Regions from separate parts of the Rattus norvegicus genome. Here region 1 is linked to region 2. Evidence: chromatin contacts called from public Hi-C data. All regions are on one chromosome and are shown on one strand. The core of a region is the stretch at or near the end of the contact, and the rest is flanking DNA. Distances in the headings are between cores, read along the strand shown. Region 1 holds the start of Edn1 (endothelin 1). Region 2 has its middle 120 kb from the start of Edn1.

Evidence for each region. Hi-C and Micro-C count contacts between places; a contact is called where the count stands out from the background.
Region 1: a contact with region 2 is called in a Hi-C map of the A7r5 cell line, with 5 times the contacts expected there. The contact joins the promoter of Edn1 here to the enhancer-like site in region 2. A contact is called at or near these places in 2 of 12 Hi-C or Micro-C datasets (the A7r5 cell line and the Rat2 cell line).

Annotation. Positions count from the first base shown.
Region 1 is chr17:22,662,244-22,668,788 of GRCr8, forward strand. Edn1 (endothelin 1) reads right to left here and starts at 4,444. Exons shown (of 5, transcript NM_012548.2): 1 at 4,192-4,444; 2 at 2,359-2,527; 3 at 889-1,047; 4 at 625-738. The coding sequence starts at 4,255.
Region 2 is chr17:22,542,603-22,548,705 of GRCr8, forward strand. No RefSeq gene overlaps it. Among named protein-coding and RNA genes, the nearest start is that of Edn1, 120 kb to the right of the region's middle. Within about 2 kb of position 3,464, at least 27 of the 93 cell types and tissues checked have an H3K27ac peak or open chromatin away from gene starts, as enhancers often do.

The DNA of each region.
Region 1 (6,545 bases), core at 3,194-5,693, 120 kb after region 2:
GAGCCTATGACAGATCTGAACAAGGGTCCTTCTCAGTTTCAAAAAGTTTAGCCTTTGGAAGGATCACCAAAAAAGCTGCTTGTTGCCACCCTGTGGCATTGCCTAATCCAGCCCTCTCCTGGGCCTCAGGAAGCAAGCCAAGTGACACCTGGCCCTTCAAATTTCCATATTTCAACAATAGTAACGGAATAAACCTGAAAAACAACATGTTCTAAATCTCACCAACCTTATCTAATGGCTTTATTTCCCTTTGGCCATTTGAATCACTAGCACTCTTGGAGTAACATATATAAATATTTTAAATGTCTTTTTCTTTGGCATGATTTTCAGTTTCTCCAGGCAAGCAGAAAATGAAAGACCAGAGGAGAAAAGACTGGGCATGCTCAAACTCTAGAGCTGTCTTAGTGTGGAAGCTCCATCCATAGACTGAACAATGTGTGCTAAGACACAGTGGGCAGGCGTCTGCACTCAAGGCCCCAGTATCTGAGGAGCCCTTTGCTCCTCTGAGTCCACAGACCATGACGACTCTGTTACTGTACTCAAGCTTTTCTTTCTCCCAGTGGGAAGGACTAGGGAGCCATTAGCACTGGTATCCAGGGCCAGGAGTCCCCATGAGCCTCTTACCTTCTTAGTTTTCTTCCCTCCACCAGCTGCTGATAGATACACTTCTTTCCCAGCTTGGGACAGGGTTTTCCCTTCTTGAAGTCTTTTACGCCTTTCTGCATGGTACTTTGGGCTCTGTGAAGACAGACAGGGAAAACCACTTTAGCGATGGCTTGTTGAGATTCACCTTGCCTGTCCATGTCTCTGCTCCTTTCTCTAAAGTGAAAGACCATCTGAGAGGGAGCAGGCCAGCAGGCTGGATAACTCCAAGGGGCTTCCACTCACCGGAGTTCTTTGTCTGCTTGGCAGAAATTCCAGCACTTCTTGTCTTTTTGGTGAGCACACTGGCATCTGTTCCCTTGGTCTGTGGTCTTTGTGGGAAGTAAGTCTTTCAAGGATCGCTTAGACCTAGAAGGGCTTCCTAGTCCATACGGGACGACGCGCCTGTTATGGAAAGAGAGAAGGAAAAGATATTAGCCTACTTAATAATCTTTCAAATTCCTTGGGCCTACAATTCAGAGAGCATTCATTTGGACAGCTCATGATACCAAAGTACGGAAGCCATTTGGCCTGTCTGCCCATCAGTGGTCCTCAGTGTATGTTTCCCCTAAATGGGAAAACATCAGCTTTCCTTCTGAATCAATGAAATTCTATTTCAATACTTAACAATATTCCATTTCATCTAGACACAGTTTTGTTCCAGATTACAACCTCTGTTTGGGTTTCTGCTTTGTGCTTTCTTTCTTTTCTGGTGTCAAGTGGGTCATGGGGCCAGAAAACAGAAGGACTCCAGCAACACCAAAACATAAGGTTTTCTACTTCAGTCATGTGTGGCAACGCTGCCTGGTGGAGCATGGCACCTTGGCACATTGCTCTAGAGTTCAGTAAAACTGAATGGCTGTGAAGGACTTAGTGTCAAAATGCTCTCCGATAACTTGCAATGAGTCCGTTTCAATTCACTCAACAAGAAACGGAGTCCTCCCCTTGGTAGAAACACTACTAAGGATTAGGTCCTCGGTGGTTTGGGTCTGGTTTGGTTTGGAACTTGGCCAGCCATTGTAGACAGAATAAATGTGTTTGTTCTTTCTGCTGATTGCTCCTAAGGAGTGGACTAGTGTTGGGGGCTGAGGGTAAAACAGCCTCTGTTCACTCTGAAGGTACAAGAGAAACCTATGGGCGCTGTTCTGAGCTCTGCCTTGGATCACAGTTTTCTAAAGACGAAAGAGAGAAACAGGAAGCTCAGTTCCCTGCTCTAGCCCTACTCCCAGCTCATTCCTGTGCAAGGGGCTTCAACATTGTGTTTCTTAGTTTTCCTATAAGTAAAAGAAAGGAAATATGTCATAACTCCCTATTACATCTGTATGTCTGGAACAGATTCAGCGAGCCTCTCTGAGAAGTATAGGTATGTTACCCTCCATAGGACCTGGTCTACTGATCCCTAAGTCCACATCGAGAGCCTCTCGCTACGTTCTTCCGTCCCTTTCTTGTCTTCAAATGCACAATTCCTTCCTGTTTGCCCTCATCCCACAGTAAGCAGTGTGACTCTGAGCCTCTCAGAAGACCCTCTCCTACATGGCTACCACTAAGCTCATCTGTCTCAGTCAGCACTGTTCCCCCTGGGAGGCACGTTTTTGCCTTCAGAAATGCAAAAGCCCAGAAACCTCCCAGAACAGAAACCCCAGCTGGGTCTCCCAGCTCCAGAAAGCCCCAGCAGTAAGAGGATGGCTAGGACTACAATGCCCTCTAGAGACTCACTCGGGAGTGTTGACCCAGATGATGTCCAGGTGGCAGAAGTAGACACACTCCTTGTCCATCAAGGAGGAGCAGGAGCAACGCTTGGACCTGCGGGGTCTCCAGGATGTGCTGGGAGGGGGGCTCTGCACTTCCTTCTCAGCTCGGGGGCTGAGCTCTGCTCCCAAGACAGCTGTGAAGAGAACAGAGGGTCGGGTTAGTAGGAATCTCTCTTCAGGCGTCCAGAGCAAGCACCTGCATCCAAGTATTCAGGCCAGATCTAGCAGCGCAAATAGAAGCAGACAAGGCATAAAACTGCCTTTAGCCAGAAACACAAACAGAAAGAAAGAGACTTCTTTGTTCTCCGTGCTTAACAGGACTTCACCCTTACCCTGGCTGGCTTATCCAACCTGCAGGGAGATTACACACACACACACACACACACACACACACACACAGAGAGAGAGAGAGAGAGAGAGAGAGAGAGAGAGAGAGAGACAGAGACAGAGACAGAGAGAGAGAGAGACAGAGAGAGAGAGAGAGAGAGAGAGAGAGAGAGAGAGAGAAACAGCTAGGAAAGGACTCTTCCAGTCTTCTGAAGACGCTTCAAAATGGAATTTTGAGGAAGTCCATACCTGAGACTTAGACTAGCACAACTCCCATAGATTAAGCTGGCTGGTGGCCACAAGTAAATAAGACAGACCGTCTATTCCTAGCAGCCTTGGAGCCACGTTCCCAACTCAGGATAACCTCCTTAGGGGTACCCACCCCATTCCAGCTCGTGTAGGGGCACAGAATGATCTAGGTTGCATATGGGTGCCTTTTTATGTTAGGCAGAAAGCAAGAACTTCCAGAAAATGCCTGGACACCGAAGAGAAACTGACTTTACAACAGTCACTGCAGGTGGGAGATAAGTGGCCACTCAAGGAAGAGAAGGTACAGCTCAGGGGAGCCAGGGAAGTACTCTGGGTTCAGAATCCTGGGGCCGCACAGCTTGCGTGGGACTTGACACCTCCCTCTGGCCCAACACAGCATCGCTAGCCTCTTTCAATTGACCATTTGGTCGTGCATTTTCTCTTCCCAATTTTGTTCATTTCAAACGATCAGACACATTCCAGGATTTTCATCCCTTTGACAACCTCTCTCTTTGCTTAGGGTCAGGTGAAGACAAAAAGAAGGCACTGACCCTAAAAAAACAGGATGGGAGGAGAAAGAACCAGAAGCGGCCCATACTGTCTAATTCCTTAATCAGGCAGGAATGATCCCGGCTCCCTTCCCAGGACAGGTGAATACTACTGAAATAGAGCTCAGGCTGTTTGAGGATGCCAAAAACCTGCCAAATGAAACCTTAAGTCAATAGTGACAAATTTTAAAGAAAGCATGTGCTTCGCCCTGAAACCGCCTGCGGGGTTACTCAGCGCACGGTTGATCGGCAGGTGATTTCACTGCTCACGTTGTGCCTGCATGACCTGAATAAAATTCCTTGGCTTTAAGCTGGAGTGTTTTAGTATTTTACACATTAGCACACTATCAAGACAGCGTTTGAATAAGCTCCTAAATGCACCATGCAACCCTAAACACACGTATTTCAAATATATCCTTGCCTCAGCTGTAGCCACTCAGCGATACGGCTACAACGTTATTTTAAAGCTATGTGATACTCGGTTGTAGTCAGTTGTATTCAAACAGGAGTTTTATTCCTTTCGCTGGCACACAGAAGTAATTGCAAGGCACTTGCTGCTCCAGCTTCAGTAATTTAAAAAAAAAAAAAAAAGGACAGAAAGAAAAAAGAAAAGTGGAAAACAGAAGCGAGAACGGCGTTGCGCTGAAGCAGAAAGATTCGCAAGTGGCACCTACCTGTTTCTGGAGCTCCTTGGAAAGCCACAAACAGCAGAGAGAAGATCACGGGAAAATAATCCATTCTGCAAAGGGATCAGAAGAAGAGGAGGGAAAAAAAGAAAAAAAAAAGAAAGAAAGAAAACTCGGTTGCAAATGGAACTCAATGCAAAACGAAGAGGACGGTGTCTGGTTGCTCTGATCGCCTCTGGCTTTTGGAGATCTCAGCGCGGTCTTCAAAAAGTGGCCCCTTCACCGGAGCGAAAGCGTCGCGGGCAGCCCGGGAGGCAGCGCTCGAGGACAAGCGGAGCAGACCCAGTCAGGCTCTCAGCGCCAGTGCTGGAACGCGTCTGGCTCGGACAGCTCTCCGCCGGGCTTTTTATATTGAACCCCTATAGAGTGGGGGTAAACAGCTCCGACTTTATTCCAGCCCTAAACAATGTTATTGTGTGATTAGTCACCCACAGGCAACGTGCAGCCGGAGATAAGACCCGGCTCTAGAGGAAATCACGGCTAACTTCAGAGGCAGACGCCCGCCGTCTGACAATCCAGGGGCAGGGCTAAGAAAAAGAAAACACCCACTGGACAGAGACCTCTGCAAAACCTGCACCGAGCGGCAGCCCGCTTCCCCTTTTGCTAGCTGCCAGCCCCAGAGTTCAAGAATCAAGAGGTTCTCCAGAAGAAAAGTCACCCCATTGGAATGAAAAGTATGAAGTACAATTAAATAGATTGTATTGTGCGCGCGGGGGGTGGGGTGGGGGTGGGGCTGATCATTGTTCACTTGATTTTCCTTTTATGTCTTTCTGATTTCTTAGTTGGATTCAAACCAGGGGAGGATCCCCCTCTTCGTTCTTCACTCCCTGCTACTTGGGGTGGGGGCGGGAGGAAGACCAGATTATTTAGGGAGATCAGCTTACTTTTCCAAACTCCCCCAAGTCTTTTTTAAACTGAAGTTCTTCGCAACGGAGGTGCGAAGGATTCCGTCAGGAGCTAGCAAGGAGGGAAAACTAAGGAACAATGATAACAACAGCAATATGGTTTCGTCAGGCACATCCTAGTATCGCCGATCAGAAGGACCCCCCCACTCTCTCCCCCCTCCAAAATTTCCTGTGCCCAGCCTCTCCCTGGGAATTGCACCCCCCACCCCCCCCCACCCCCCGCGCGCGCGCGCGCTATCGGGAAGAATCTTGAGAAATGGCAGGAACGAACACCAGGGGGAGACGAAGAGCTGCAGGGGCTTGTGCTTTAGTAAGATAAAACAATTAAAGCCTTGGCTTCTAAATGATTAGCAACAAGCCGCGGCCGGGCAGAGAAGGGCGCCTCACAGACGAAAGGAGAGGTGACTTCAGGGCATTCCATTATTCCCTTCCCTGACTTCCCAGTCTCCTCCGCCCCACTTTGCTTGCACACTGGGGCGAACCAGTGTCCTGTGCCTGATTAGGAAGCTACAGGGAGAGCGTGGGGAGGGGAGGACTGCCTATGCTGACTGAGTAAGTGGATCAGATCATACCTCACCGTTTAATAACGTGTTTACGTTTTCCAAACAGTTTCCTGTCTATTTTGCCATGAAATGCTCCCTCCCCCGGGTGCCCATGGGTTATTAAGGTACAAGTGACAACATGTCTTCATGAATAAAGCAAAACACACATAAAGCACATTGACTTTTTCAATAAGCTTCACTTTTCAAGGGAGGAAGAGGGAGGACCCCCCAGAATGCCCAAAAGCTGGAAACAACACGCGGGATCCACTCAATGGTTTCCCTATAAAGGATCTAAATCAAGATGTGAGGATGCCACCGCAAAGGTCCCTCTTTCATCCCTCTTGTTCTACTCCGATTTTCCCTGGGAGTAGATGCCAAGAGAGACTCACTTCTAACACGGGACCCACACAGGGACCCACCCCACGCAACTATTCATTTAGCTCTTCAACTCTACAATCAAAAGGCAGATTTGATAGCGATTCCCAAGCTGTGGACAGGGACATGCTTAGGCCTAGTGAGCTCTCTGGAAATCTCGGTAGGGGAGACAACACAGCAGCAGCTTTAGGTCACTGAGAACTCTGTCCCTTAGGAGACTCTGTACTAAGAGCTGGAGACATTGGAGAAGCAGGAACCAGCAACCCTCCCACACCCACACCCGAGGCCCAGGGCCACTGGTAAGCTTCTGCCTCTGCTTTGCTTACCTCAGACCTACCCCGGAGGGTGGGGGCCAGGAGGTGACAGCTACCCCTAGAACTGGGCCCCAACAGGAAGCCAGCTCATCCCACCCCAGCTCCTCAGGGGACCTGGAGGAGAGGAGAGCTGATGTCACCTACCCAAAGTCCAAGCTTCCCACCGGCAGGGGAAAGGTGGCTGGGAAATGTACACCCCACCCCCA
Region 2 (6,103 bases), core at 2,214-4,713:
CCAAGCTAATACTTGCACTGTCCAGAAACGTGGGCATCCAGGCCCCTGTCAACTAGTTAGAACTATTATTAGATTTTTTTTCCTCCCCCGAGCCTAGTTAGAAAGTTTCTTATACAGTCGCTAATTCCCCCAAGAAGGAGATTATTAAGGCACTTCAAACTATCCTGCTTTGTTTATAAAATTCTGTTCCCTTTTATTTAATAGTCTGTGGGTGTGCAGGATGGGAAAAAACTCCTCAGATGCAAGAAGCCATTCTGGAGAAGAATCAAGGAAAGAAAAGAAAAGAAAAGAAAGGAAAGGAAAGGAAAGGAAAGGAAAGGAAAAGAAAAGAAAAGAAAAGAAAAGAAAAGAAAAGAAAGGAAAAGAAAAGAAAAGAAAAGAGAAGAAAAGAAAAGTCACAAGCAGCAGAACCAAAGCATTGGCCTGAGATGGCTTCCTCAACCTGCCTTCTATTCCCACTGCTCCTGAGGCTTGGAGCAGACGCTCACACTGGAAAACAGGACAGAGAACAGAGAAACTGGAGAAAAGCTGCTGGCATGATATCTTGTGGTTCTATGTCTCAAATCATATGCCTCTCACATGAAGAAATACATGTTTTTCCTTCATTTCCAAACCATTGCAAGATGCTTGGTCTTGCTTCTCTCTAAGTTCATATAGCCAAGGTAGTGGTTTCTTCAGTGGAAAACTGAAATAGATGGATAGGTCAAGGCGTTTTTGCTGATTGGGAATTATTCTAGACATGTTTAAGAACTTTAAACTTAAAATATAGAAGATAATAAAAAATGAAATATATGTTTATGTGTGTATATATGATGGAATTTTATTCAGTTATAAAGAAACATTAAATTTACAAAAATAAAAAGATGGATCTAGAAAGCATTTCATGGTGATCCAGACTCAGAGATCCTAATGTTGGTCTATGTGTCTACATGACTGAAGTTAGAAGGGGTTAGAGGATGTCAGGGGAGTCCTGGGGCATATATGACATCAAAGTTCAAAGTAGGCTACAGGGTGTAGAAGAGAATGAGGTGGGTAAAGAGGCAGAGTCAGTGGAAAGAAGAAATCACAAAATCCAATTTTATTTGAGAACGTCGTAAGGAAACCTAATAGTTCATATGCTGTTCTTAAATAATTAATTAAAACTGAAAAAGTCATTTAAAAATCCTTGGGTTTAATTACACTTATAATTAAGCTTGAGAGCATGGTGGGACTTCAGCTATGTCTTCAACCTGCTCCCACCTTTCTCATTACCACCAAATGTCCAGAGAGAACTTGCCCACACCCTCAGACACTGGGACAAGTACCGAGTCACACTGAAGGGAAAATCAGGCTTAGAATGGTATTTTTAGTGTCCTTGTAAAAATTATGTCTTTGGGGGTGTGGAAAGAGGCTCAGAGTTTAAGAACAGATGCTGCTTTTGCAGAGAAACATGGTTTCTTGCTTTTAGTACTCACCTTAGATGATCCAAACTGTTAACTACTGCACTAGAGTGTCCCCACTACAGGGGACTTGACACCTTCTTCTGGCCTCTATTTGCACCCATAAACATAGGAGTGCACACGTGTACGCACACATACATACACACACACATGCACACACACACACACACACACACTCAGGCATGCATACACTCATAAATAAGATATATTTAAGTGAAATTAAAAATAGCTGGCATGTTGGCCCATACCTTTAACCCCAGCTTTTGAGAGGCAGAGACAAGCAGATCTCTCTGAGTTTGGGGAACAGCCTGGTCTGCATAGCAGGATGTAGGCATAGTAAGAGCCTATCTCAAAATGAACAAATAAGAAATATCTGTTTGTCCTCAAAATCTAGCAAAACCCAAAGTGACAAAAAAAATGCCAAGTCAGTTTGTGACGCACTCAGGACACATCAAGGGTTTTGTTGTTGTTTGTTGTTGTTGTTGTTTTGTTTTTTTAAATATATTTAGGTATAATATAGGTCCTTGATACAAACTTAGCCTCATTGTGCGAGGTGCTTTGCCTTGCACTCTATCAAGAACACTTCCCCAGGTTATAGGACTTTATTTTCTTACCACATCATTTTTATGGCTGCTAAATAAAATAAACCACGGTATAAATATATCAGAACTTATTTAAACAATTCTCTTGGGCACAGGACCCTGTTGTTATAAAAACAATGTCATGTCATCCTGGCAAATAAATCTTGCCCTTTGTTGAGATTTTTGTTGTATTACTAAGTTCTTGGAGAGAACTCGTTGAGGTGAAGGTCATGAACATCTGTAGAGCCTTAGAAGCATACAGTCCGATGTTCTTCAGAAAGCCATTCTTTCTGGGCTTCAAAAGGGAGAATATAAGGTGTCTCAGGGCTGCCAGCACGTTTTCTCTCTCTGCTGGAAAGTCTGCCATATGGACAAGCTCAGTACTTGCCTGTTTTGTAAAAAGAGACTGTCAACAGTCCTGTCATGACTTTGAATTTTTAAGGACTATCCTTACCTCATATTCACTGATGGGAAATTTTAAAAATTCAGCCGGACTTGTCCTGACTTGGATACTGAATATCTTAGTTCAAGTCCTAAACCATACACCAACCCTGTGACAAAAGGAGGCAGATGATCTAATACCCCAGGCTGTGTTTCCCCTCTGGGAAAATGAAGGACTTGCCTTATATCTACATGATCTTTCCCTCCTCTGTGTAGCTGTCTTTGTCTTTCTGTCTCTTTCTCTCTTTGTCTCTCTCTTTCTCTGTCTCTCTCCCTCCCTTTCTGGTATATTCAATTATCAGTGTGGGTATTTGTTTGTACACATGCGTGCATATGCGTGTATATGAGGAAGCCAGAAGTTGATGTCCAGTAGCCTTCCTCATTCACCCTCTACTATAAGATTGAGAAACCAAAGTTCAATTAGATTTGCTGACCAAAGCAGTTCAGGGATCTCCCTGTCTCTATACTACTGTGTCCAACCTTTTAACATCTTAACATGGGTTCTGGGAATCAGAACTGTGTTTCTTATGCTTCTGGGCCTCTCAGTTGAGCCATTTCCACAGCTCCAGTATCTGAATTTCATTAAAAATTGTACGACACACCATCTGTTTTAGACAATCTAACAACATACCCAGTAGCACATTATATTCATGGACATTGGCCTCAATCCCTGCAAAGTCCCAAAGTTCCCAAAATGTGAAATGGCTCAAGTTGACCTTCAAGAAGGACATTCCATATTCATGAAGGTCACATGGATTTTATCTCCTTCAGTTGCTGCTATTCACAAATCACAACTGAGCATCTCACAAGAAACTGTACAACCTGTATGTTCTTCCCCTGACATGAGACAGAAAGGTACTGCAGGAAAAGGGGACACTTCATACCAGCCTTCAGGACTGTGACCCAAAACAACATGAGAAGCAGAACTAGGTCTGGGGCAGGGACTGTGTCCAAGTCAGCAGCTCACTTACTCATCCTGAGTAGAAACACCATGTTCCTCAGTTTTCTATCTGGAGAACAGCCCAGAAATGATCCAGTCTCCTTGCCAGATTGAAGAGGCAGCTTTTGGAGGTGAACAACTTTCCCTGTTTGTTCTCTGTGGTAATTTATTATTCTTCTCACAGAATAGCAGTCTCTCCTGAGTAGCTGAGGATAAAGTTGCAAGTTATTCAGTGATAATGTCTGCCATGACGCGTGGCTTGTTCTGCACACAGGGTTTTCAGGTTAGTGAGAACAGAAAACTGTTTAATTATTTTTTTTCCACCATGATAGCTACTGTGTATTTATTGAGAGAGTCTTGTGTTACAGAGACTGAACTAAACACTTGGTATTACTGGCTGTCTTAGCTGTTAAGATGACTGTGTTGAAGGCACATTATCTTACTTTTAAAGCTAGAGTAACAAGCCAGAAAGAATAGGGAATGGAGGGGTTGGAAACTGACTACTGGTCTACCTGACTTCGAAGACAATGTTCAGTTTGTTACATTTCTCCAATTGGGTTTGAAAAGTTGGTCTTCAGCTGGTGGTGGCATTTTTAGAGCTTGAGGAATCTTTGAGAAGTGGGATCTAGAAGGAGGAAATGGGTCCCTAAGTGAGGTGTGTCTTGAGGCTTACAGGCCAGCTTTGCCTCCTGGCCCTGCGCTACTTTATAATGCAACTTACAATTTATCTTAGTTAGGGTTTCAGTGCCGTGAAGAGACACCATGATGACAGCAGCTCTTAAACACAAAAACATTTCATTGGGGCTGACTTACAGTTTCAGAGGTTTGGTCCACTATCATCATGGCAGGAAGCACGGCAGCGTGGAGACAAACACGATGAAGAAGAATCTGAGAATTCTACAACTTGATCCACAGGCAGCAGCAGGAGACTGGGTGTTATGCTGGGCATGAGCATATATGACCTTAAAGCCTTCCTGCACGGTGACACACTCCCTCCAGCAAGGCTACACCTACTCTAACAAGGCTACACTTCATAATAGTGCCATTCCCTATGATCAAACATTCAAACGCATGAATCTGTGGGGGCCATTCCTACCAAACTAACACATAACAATTATCAATAAGATAATCCTATGAGCTCTAATGGGATCTCTAGTTCTGTGTCCTCTGCTATGGCTGATGAGTTTGATTAATGGATTGGTTTGATTAACAGAGGACCATTGCTCAGGGGCTAATGAGCAGTTCCTTCATCCTCTTCAGCATTCTCCTTCTCTCCGTCTACTCCTTAGAGCTCACTCATCACCAACAGAATCCACTGCTTCATATCAACTATTTCAGTTTCTCAAACCTCTCCTTCCTTCAAGGGAAGTCTGCCCTCTAATGATGCAAATGCACTACTGACTTCAAACACTTATTTCTCAGAAACAAAGCAAAGGGCACATCTCAAGGGTGAAGGCGTTGATGGATGTAGAGCTCTAAGGCAGTCACTCTATCTGAATTTATTATTTAAAAGGAAAGGAATCTGAAGCCCAGGAAAGCACGTGGTCACACAATCCTATGAGGAGGATCTGCAAAAACAGACAACATTTGTGTCCCAGTGTGGATGCTCCCCGGGATGCCAAGAATGGCCTGAACTAGCAACAGAGAGCAGAAGAAGAAATTAAGGCACGGCCTGTACCAGCCAAGAAAAAAGAAAACCCCAGCCCTGTTCTAGAACGACTATTAACTTACATTCAGTCGAGCAGAGCTGGAGAATGAATAAACTCTTAAATTCGTATATCTTGACTGACAAGGCAAGTCTCCAGAGAGACTCTAAAAAATGATAACCAACTGCTGTGAAGCAGCATTTGTTGGTCAGGCTTTTGGTGAAGATGGGCTGGATGCAGGGCAAAGGAAATCAGCTTAATTTTCCATTGGTCTTCAATATGCTGCTGGAGTGCTCCACTCCCATTTCCCAGCCCTCTATCGTATTAATCAATTATCCATTTTACCTCTCACTAGTCCTCAAATGACTACATGCTATTTATGAAGAAAACCACCAAGCTAATCCCTGTGCACATTATCCAGCACCTTGGTTGCTATCTATGATAAATGAATAAATAAATATGTGTTATGCTAGGTGCACTTGAGAAAAAGAAAACCATAATTTCAGGGCTGGGGGATGGCTCAGTTAGTAAAGCTTTGCCTGGGTAGCTAATTTAACATACTTGGTAAAGTTCTAGGCCAATGGGAGAGACCCTGTCTCAAACAAACAGAAAAGGAAGATACATGAAGAATAACATCCGATGCTGTCCTCTAACCCGCAAGTGAATGCATACATGTACACATATGCAGTGCACACATGCATGTGAGAATGCACACAGAATATTCACTTACCTTTTTCCTATGCATTGTCTATTCTTAAATATAAACAGATCTTTATGTTCCCACAAAAGTATCAGAAATTTCCCTGCCAACTTCCCTTTTTACTTATATAAACCCTTCACGTGGCTCCTAAATCATTGGGGTATTTACATTTCAACAGAAAAGTGTATGTGGGTGCTAAATCTAGGTGGAGTGGTCATAGGGGCTTACTCCAGAAACTGGAGGACTATACCACTCAGGACCCTATCCTGGTCTCTATTTGTTCCATGTTTTATCAGATGTTACTATGCTGCTAAGTAACAGAAGGTGATTACCAGAAGAACAGCTTGTGTGTGTGT